Regions from separate parts of the Oryctolagus cuniculus genome. Here region 2 is linked to region 1. A link is a contact called in public Micro-C data. All regions are on one chromosome and are shown on one strand. Each heading gives the region's core, a stretch centred on a gene start, on an enhancer-like site or on the middle of the called end of the contact. The rest is flanking DNA. Distances are from core to core; before and after follow the strand shown.

Region 1 (4,145 bases), core at 1,519-4,018:
GGCGCTGTGGAGCTTACAACTCCAAAACCACAGGTCTGTTTCGCTCCCAGACAGTGAGTCTGGCTGGGGGAGGTCTCTCTTCCACCGGGTCCTAGTGCTCGGCTGGCTGAGAGCCCTGGCCTTGGAGGCTGTCACTCCCCACGTCACACAGAAACAAAACGTACCCCCACGATGTCCAGACGAGAGTGGCCGCGGCCACAGATGCTGCACAGTAGCAGATCCATCTGAACCACGATGACCCTGGAGTGCTTCCAGGGTTTCTCACCAATACCCAAATCCACAGATGCCCGGGTCCCTTAAATACATAGACCCGGGCACACCCTCCCATATGCTCACCAACATTTCTAGATAACTCCTACGGCCTAACACAAGGCAAACGCTATGTGAACAGTTGGTCTACTATATTATTTAGAGAATAATGACAAGGGGAGCAAAGTCTGTACACGCTCGGTAATGACACTGCTTTTGTTTCGTTTTCTGAATATTTTTAATGCAAGGTTGGCTGAGTGCACACATGTGGAGAGCCAACTGCAAGCTCATGGATGTCCCTGCAAAATGAATTCAGAGCTCCCAGGACCAGCAAGGCAGTGAGCACAGCTTACTAAACTCCTTGGTTCTCACTGCATCCTGCAGGGGATGAGCTGCTGGTGGTGGGAGGCAGGGGGCCCTCTGAATCTTTCAGCTCTGAGTCCAAGAGAGGCCCCCAGATAGGCATTTGAGGGTGCTGGCCTGGATATCTAGTGTCCCCATACCCAGGGAGCAGAAGAGCAGAGCTGAGCAGGTGCACAAGCAGGACCCCACCAGGGACAGCGACTCAGCCCCCACCCACCTCCTGCCTGGAGCATCCCCAACTCTGTGTGGGGTTTGGCCGGATGCTGCCTCTAGATCCCCTCCTTAGTAAGCCACAGCCTCCCTGACCACCGCTCATTCCATCCCGGCCCCACCTTCCTGCGGCACCTGGAACCCGGGTCCTCCTGTTGCTCACTGGTTGGCCTCTCTGCTCCCCGTCCTCTGTCCCTGTCCACCCTTTGCCTCCTGATCGCCCCTCGTCTACTCAGAGGAGGCAGGCAGCGAGTCCGGGGGAAGGCAGGGACCTCACCACCTCCCACCGAGGTGCTGCCAGTGCCGACAATGCAGTGGGCTCCAGCAAACACTTGCTGTGGAAACGTTCAGGGGCCACGTCCATCGGTACCCATCTGGGTACCCAGATTTCCCCCCACATTTCTGCAGCACCGTGCTCTGCCCTCTGCTCTACATGTGCCCACTCTGCTCTCCCTGAGGACACAGAGTCTCTCTCATTGCAGGGAGATGACTGGAAGCAGCAGTGCAATCCGCCGCTGAAGGTGCCCAAGTCTGCCTTGTGGCCATCTGGTAAACCTCAGCCCTACCACTCCGTTCTCTGTGCTGTCTAAATGAGGAGACTTCAGGGAGCATGCTCTATCCATCCGACAGGAGGGACACACTCCCCAGTGTTCTGCACCCTGGGTCACCTGCTGGCCATCAGTGCCAGAGGATATGGACGGAGTACCTCTCAGGCTCTGTTCTGGACCCTAGGGAGTATGCCATGTTCTAGGGAGTACCAACCCATCCCAAGGGGATGTCAGGCACATGGACACCAAGGTTAAGGCTTCATGGAGCCAGGTTTGGGGTTGGCACTGGCCACACAACTACCCATTCACTGCGAGCTCAGAAGTACCACGAGACTGACGGTCACTGTGCCCATCTTGCAGAGTAGCACACTGAGGCCTGGAAAGTATCGTTGGCCAGCTCAGGGAAGCTCAGCTGGGGGCCAAGAGTCACGGGGCACAGGCCCATGCTGAGCCCACGTTCTCAATCACAGACCCAGCATTCGTTCTGCCTCTGTGATCAGGATTCTGTGTTCACTCTCTGCGTGGTTAGCTTTGAGGGATCCCCAGTCTGTGTGAAACCTACAGAAGCATCATACACACACACACACACACACACAAAGTTTGCAAATAAACCAGAAACACGTGCAACATGTTTGCCAATTAGCACGCATGACCGATGTGAACTGAGAAACTGGCGTTCGGTAAACAGAGAGCAACAGGCACTGTCTCCATGGCAATGCAGCCAACTCCGCTGATGGCTGTTTTCTCTTTGCAAGACAATTTTTGTTCAGTTCCGTGCCAAAGCCTGTCACAGACGGCAGGGGCAGCCCAGGATCTGCTCCCCGGCACCTGTAACCCCACCCTCCCCTCGCACAGTTCGGTCAGGAGCTCCCCCTGGGGCTTCCACATGGGCCTCGAGCAGCTCCTCCCCCTGGCCAGCAGCTGCGCAGCTGCGTCTATTTTGGCCGAGCCAGAACACAGGGGGCCAGCGGAGAGACAAGAGCAGCCCCACCTCTCCTGGCGTTGGGAAATTCTCTCCACTTCCCACAACATTCCAAAGCACTGATTTTACAAAACACGGGCTGTATTACATGCATTTCAAATATAGCCTTGGAACAAAAGAGCAAATGGTTTCTAGGCCAAACGTAAGCTTTTGTAAGTAGTTGAACAAAGGCAATTAAATACATGTGTGTATACACACTGCATGTCCGACGTAACAGGGAATGCAAAACTCCCAGCAAGCCTCCACTCACTTGCTAGACTGGTGCTACAGCAGGATCCCAAAAGCCAGCATCAGTCCTAATAACCGTGGTGCTTTGGCATACGGATATTCAAGGCCAGCTTTTCATCTGTAAGTCACAACACGCCCTGGGATCATTTTCTCACATACGTCCACTCCTGTCATTCTTTGGCATCCTTGGGGGTAGCTACCAGAGCTTCCCACAGACACCCAAATCCCCGAGAGCCCAAGTGCCTTAGAGACAATGGAGCAGTGGCTGTCTATAACCTGCACACGTCCTGCAGCACTTTAATTCTCGATTACTTACAATATCCAACACAAGGTAAACAAGTATCTCACTGTGCTGCTGAGGGAATGATGACGAGGAGCAAAACTCTGTACGTGTCTAGTACAGACACATTGTTTTTCCCCAAATATTTTCAATCCCAAGTTAGTTGAATGCCCGGATGTGGAACCCAGAGATACAGAGGGGTGACAGCTAATGCCAAACCCTGGCACAGTCTTTTACAGTCAATTCTTAGATTCTGTTTTGCTCAGACCCAAGTAAAGCTGTCAGGTCACTGATGGACAGACTGGCCCACCAGCCAATTTATCCTTGATTCTGCAGATGGGTGTGCATCGTAAACAGTAATTGGATTAAAGAAATGGCTATTACAGTGCCTCCAGTTATTATTTTTATATTTAATTTAAGCCACATGTGGCCAACCCATGACACTCCCAGAAGCAGTTTGAACAAAAGGGCAGGGATCAAGAGTATGGGGTTGCCAGGCGCTCCTTCCACCCCTAGAGGGTGAGGGGCTGGAAAGGAAGGAAGCTGCAGTCCCCTATGGGACGAGAGCTGTCCCTCAAAAGTCAAGTCACACCACAGGACCAGAGGTTGCCAGGGGAACACGGGGGCTTAGGGGACCGTTTATCATGAGTCCTGTCCCAGAGGGTGTGGAGGTCCTGGTGCTTAGGAGCCGATGGATCCACCAGGAATCATGACTGTGACACTCTCAAATAGCAGGACAGTAGGCACTGCTTCTGGGTGCTTGCTGTGAGCTAAGCAAGGCCCTGCACCCCTCCTAGAGGGTGGTGGAGGGAGGCAGGGGGAGTGCACCTATCATGGGATTGAGCCAAAGCAGAACCACACTCAAGGCCTGGCCCTGGGCTTGCTGGAGCCACGAGGTACGCACGCCTGTGTTCTGGCCAAGCCCAGCTCAGAACTGCAGCACCTACCAGACTACAAAGAAAACAGGGCCGGGTATTCTGGGCTTTTTTGCTTTTGTAATCTTGCACGTGTGCACACGGACATGCAGACACACACACACATACATGGGGAAGTGCACGCGTGCTTGACAAGTTACCTCTGCAATCAGGGCTGCAGTGCCCCCCCACCCCCGGAGAGGTCCAGGGCAAGCTTCCAAACTCGCACTGAAACTCCCCTCGGCACTGGGAACGCACTGAAGCACACACGGTTTTTAACCCCAGCACTTCCGAGTTAACAAAGTCAGCAGGCAATCAGATCCCAGGTAAGCAACTCATCCAGCAGCGCCCTATCCCTAACCTCAGCCTGA
Region 2 (4,360 bases), core at 1,638-4,137, 170 kb after region 1:
AAAGTCTGGGAGGTATATGCGGGCTAAACACTGAAGAAGCTAACACGTGGTTCACTGCACATCACACCACAACACACCAACACCCATTATGGCTGCACTTGGGATCCACAACAGAAACCATGTTGAACACTAAAACCAGAAATGTATTTCACACTTCTTGCAGTCTGCTGCCTCCGAAAACCATCCCTGGAAAACGCACGTGTTTAATTAAACCCATGGTGCTTTTTGACAGGCAAATAGATGATGCTGAATTCTGGTCTTCTAACTGCAACCTGCTATGCTGATCAAAAGTTCAGCTTCCTCTGACCAGAGTCGCCTTAGTGCCACCGAGAGAGTCTTCAGGACCTAAGGCAGGGACACTGGGCTTCCCGGGGTGACATTCTTTATCAGGTGGACGCCAGGGCTGAACTTGACTGAGTGAGGAAACACTGAAAAGTTCCAAAAGTGTAGTCCTTTGATTGGTAAAAAGGCTTAATAAGAAAAATATGTTGCTTTACTACACATATAAAAACGCTTCTTTTTTTTTTTTTTTTTTGCAAAGTCCTCTTGTATAAGATGTTTTCATTTATTTTCTCCTAAATGGGCCACTATACCATTAAGACCATCGCTTCCAGGAATCTGAGCCAGGAGTAAACACTAGGGATGAAAATGGGGGGAGGGGGCCCAGCCTCCCCACCAAGGAGGGGTCCAGGGTCCCAAATCGGGTTTTTGTCCCTTGAGGGAACAGAGCCTTCTTATAAAAAACTAGAGTCAGAATTTACAAGTGCTTTTAGAATGACCTTTCCATGTAATTAGTGAACTACGGAGCGCATAAAAACGCAAACGACAGGGCCTTCCAACAGAAAAGACCCGAACACTCAAATCCCCCCAGGTGATCGGACGATTTCATCCACACTTCGAACACGAATCGTCAACCTTATTTGAATTTTCGATTCAAGTAGCGATCCAGAACGAAGAGGACCGCACCCTACGGCCTCCCCTTACAGAGAGAATCTCACGACAACGCCCCTGGGTTGCTCTGTCCATCATACACGTCTGAAGTGTCCCCTGGAGATGACGGCGGCGATGTGGACGTGACTGCACCCCCAACACGGCCACTCTCCAGTTCTGGGCACAACCTCGCTGCAAGCAAAGGCCCTCAGCACCTACCCGAGCCTCGCGGTTCGCAAGACCCCAGCCCCGCACCCCGCACGTGGAGGCAGCCCCGCAGCCACCAGCACCGGGGCCCCCTGACTCTACAGGGACTGGGGGTGCATTAGTCCAGAGAAGTCACTAACGAACTTACAGTGCTGACTTCCCAGCGGTTCAGGCTTTGACCCACAGCGACGACACAAAGCTAAGACCCCCTCCCCAAATCAAGGGACCGGGAGCGCCTGACGTCATCCGCATCTGCTTACACCGCAAGCCCACCCCCACCCCCACTCCTGCTTCCAGGAAGGGCCGCTCCCAGGCTGCAGGTCCGGACACCCGGGGCGCGCAGAGCGAGCGCAGCAGGGCGCGGAAACTGCGGAGCGCCCCCCACCCCCAGCCCGCGACAGTCGCCTTGTTCTCACCTGCCTGCCGGAACGCGGTGGGGAGGGGGACGGGGCGAGCACGGCAGCCCACGGACGTGTAAGGGGCGTCCCACGTCGGTCTCTCATCCTCCGAGGCCTGGACGCCCCGCCCGCCTTCCCCACGCCCGCTGGGTGTCCCAAGTCCGCACCGGGGGGCGTGCAGGCCGGAGGTGTCCCCGGGGTCTGCTCGGCGCGGACGGGAGCTGCCTTCCTCCACACCCCGCTCTGAGCCTCCCCGCAGGCCCTCTGTGCGCGTCCCGGGGCGAGCGCGCCCCAGGTCCACGCGGCCGGGCCTGCGCCAGGGGCCCCCCGAGAGCTGCGGGCTCCCCTCGAGGAAACAAACCATCGGATGGCCGAGCTCCACGCCTCCAGCCCCGCGCTTTCTCCTCTGTCCTCGGGGGGGGGGGGGGTGTCTCCTCTGACCCCAGCCCCCCAAGAAGCCGCGCTTCGGCCATTCCCGGTGGAGGAGAGGGGAGTTCGAGTGCCAACAAAAGGCAAGCCAAAGCGCGTTCCACCGAGCGGCCCAGGGGACGGAGGGTCGGGACCCAGGAACCCCGGGTGCTCCCCCGGGTCTTGTCCAAGCAGGGCGCCCGCCGAGCACCTGGAGTGGGGACCTCCGGATCAGGCAGCGACCACTGGGGCCTGTGAGCTCGGAAAGGGTACCCTCGGGGAAGGAAGGGCTGATCCAAGTCCGGGGATCCTGGGCGCACGGCGGTGGACGCGGTCCACGGCCCCGGACGCGCGCTCAACCCCACGACCCTCGGAAAGCCCCCGGCCTCTGGAAACACTTAGCCCGCCCCGCATCTCGGCTTATTGGAACCAGCCCTGGGTGGCCCCGGGGGCGCGGGCCGGGGTGCGGGGCTGAGGCTGGCGCCAGGCGCGGTGCGGAAAGGCTCTGTCCGGCGCCCCTCGCTGGGGAGCACGGGCGCCGGCGCGGCGGCGGAGCAAAGAATGGGTGCGCCGGGTCCTACCTGAGATCCTGGGCACGGAGAGCAGGAAGGCGGCGGCCGCCCAGACGGCCGGGGCGCGCAGCGGCAGCGCCGAGCCCCAGGCCATGCCGCTGGCCGCGAGGGCCGAGCCGCCCTCCGCACTCGGCCTTCGGGCTGCGGAGCCGGGCGCCACCACCCCTTTCGGCTGCGCGCGTCCGCTCCTCCTCCTCCTCCTCCCGCGCTTCCCAAGTCGGTCCCCTTCGAGGATCTCGTCGCCGAGCTCCTCTCCTGCCCCAGAGGTGCAGCTCCACTCCGGCCGCGGCGCGGGCTGGCTGGGGGAGGCTCCCGGGCGCGGGCGCGGGCGTCCCGCCGGCCGCTGGGACTAGCGCGGGGGGCGGACCGCGGGCGGGCGCGCAGGAGGCAGGGTCCCCTGCTCGCCCGCCCCGATGGGCAGAGCGAGGCCGGCGCCGGCGCCCCCTGCCGGAGAGACAGCGGGCGGCGGGTGGGGCGCCCGAGACGCGGGGCGCAGGGGCCGCCTCTCCCTCCCCAGCCTGCGCTTAGGGTCGCTGGCACACAGGGTGTGTCCTTGGGGAGCGTCCAGGTGGATTTCGCCGGGGCTGCCCACGCCGCAGAGGCTCCCGTAAACAGTCACCACCCACCTTCTGGACAGCCGGGACACCTAGGGGACCTTAGATCACAAGGGACAGCGTGCGCCTCCAGCCTCCACCCGGTCCCAGAAGACGGCGGTGCCGCAGGAACCGGAGACGCGCCAGGTTGTCACTGCCGGCGCCCTGCCATGCCCGTGGCGACAACCGTGTCCCTCCAGACTGCTCGGGACTGCTGGCAGTGGGACCGCGTGGAGGCAGCCCGCGGGAGTGCGATGCTATCTGAAGCCACCGCGGCTCTGGGTTTATGTTAAAAGCAAATTGTGTAATTTTACCCATTAAAGGCAGAACGCTATTTGTTCTCAGCAGAGCCCCAGAACATGCAGAAGTAATTTGCCTCACTTGTAAAAGACGTTTTGAACGCAATTCAAACAGCATTTTTTCTTGCTTATTCTCGGCACATGCAAGGCTCTGGATCTGGAAGGCCTGACCCTCTTGTTTGTAAGCGAGGAATGTTCTTTGTCTTACCTCTCTGGGGGGACAGGATTTGGATTCTCCAGTATCTCGATTGTTTGTTTTGTGAGATTTATCTTTTAACTGATTAGCAAGCGGTTTGTTTGGTGTTTGTGCTACGGCACCATTCCCTGTTAATTGGGGAGAATTAAGGAAAATCCTGGCCTTGGCGGAAGCCTCAGAGCTGCCCCCCTTCCACCCCCAACCCCACACCAGCAAATTTTTTTTTGCCTTCCCAGTGCCTCTGACAGCACAGAAGACCAAAGTCCTCTTGCTATGGTGAGCTGACAAACCCTGTGTGCCCCGTTTGTACCAGGGGGAACGTAGCACCCGGTTCTCCTCCCTCACCCACAGGAGGGGTTGCTGCAAATGTGGGGGCTTCCTCATGATGCACCTTCATGGACCCCCACCCGGAGCCCCACGGCCAGCCCAGCCTTCTGCCCTCGCTGGTGCCAGTCTGAGAGGGGGGCCGCCCTCTGGGGTGTTGGCTGAGGACGGCCATGTGTTTCTGTTTGGGTTTTTCCTCCTTTCACCCTCCCTGGGGAGCCCTTAAGGAGCTTTTAGAGTGAGTCAGGTTGTAAGAGTCAGTCCTGAAGCACTTCGTTGCAAACCTGTCCCTTCTGGATCTGGTGAAAACCAGACGGGGATTGCAGAGATGGACTCTGGGGGCTCCATCCTGAAAAATGAGTCACCGTAAGGCAAGGCTGTGTCCTCTCCCTGCGACTGTGCACCTTGGAACAGGAGGTGCCTCTTGCCCTCC

Evidence for each region. A called contact is a pair of places that touch in the nucleus more often than the background predicts.
Region 2: a Micro-C map of ear pinna shows a contact between it and region 1, with 7 times the contacts expected there. The contact joins the promoter of ROR2 here to the enhancer-like site in region 1. A contact is called at or near these places in 4 of 6 Hi-C or Micro-C datasets (ear pinna, psoas muscle, skin fibroblasts and 1 more).

The regions. Positions count from the first base shown.
Region 1 is chr1:140,153,818-140,157,962 of mOryCun1.1, forward strand. The region is part of intron 2 of ROR2 (receptor tyrosine kinase like orphan receptor 2); the gene reads right to left. Among named protein-coding and RNA genes, the nearest start is that of ROR2, 170 kb to the right of the region's middle. Within about 2 kb of position 2,769, at least 1 of the 8 cell types and tissues checked has an H3K27ac peak or open chromatin away from gene starts, as enhancers often do.
Region 2 is chr1:140,322,410-140,326,769 of mOryCun1.1, forward strand. ROR2 (receptor tyrosine kinase like orphan receptor 2) reads right to left here and starts at 2,888. Exons shown (of 9, transcript XM_051847319.2): 1 at 2,525-2,888. The coding sequence starts at 2,609.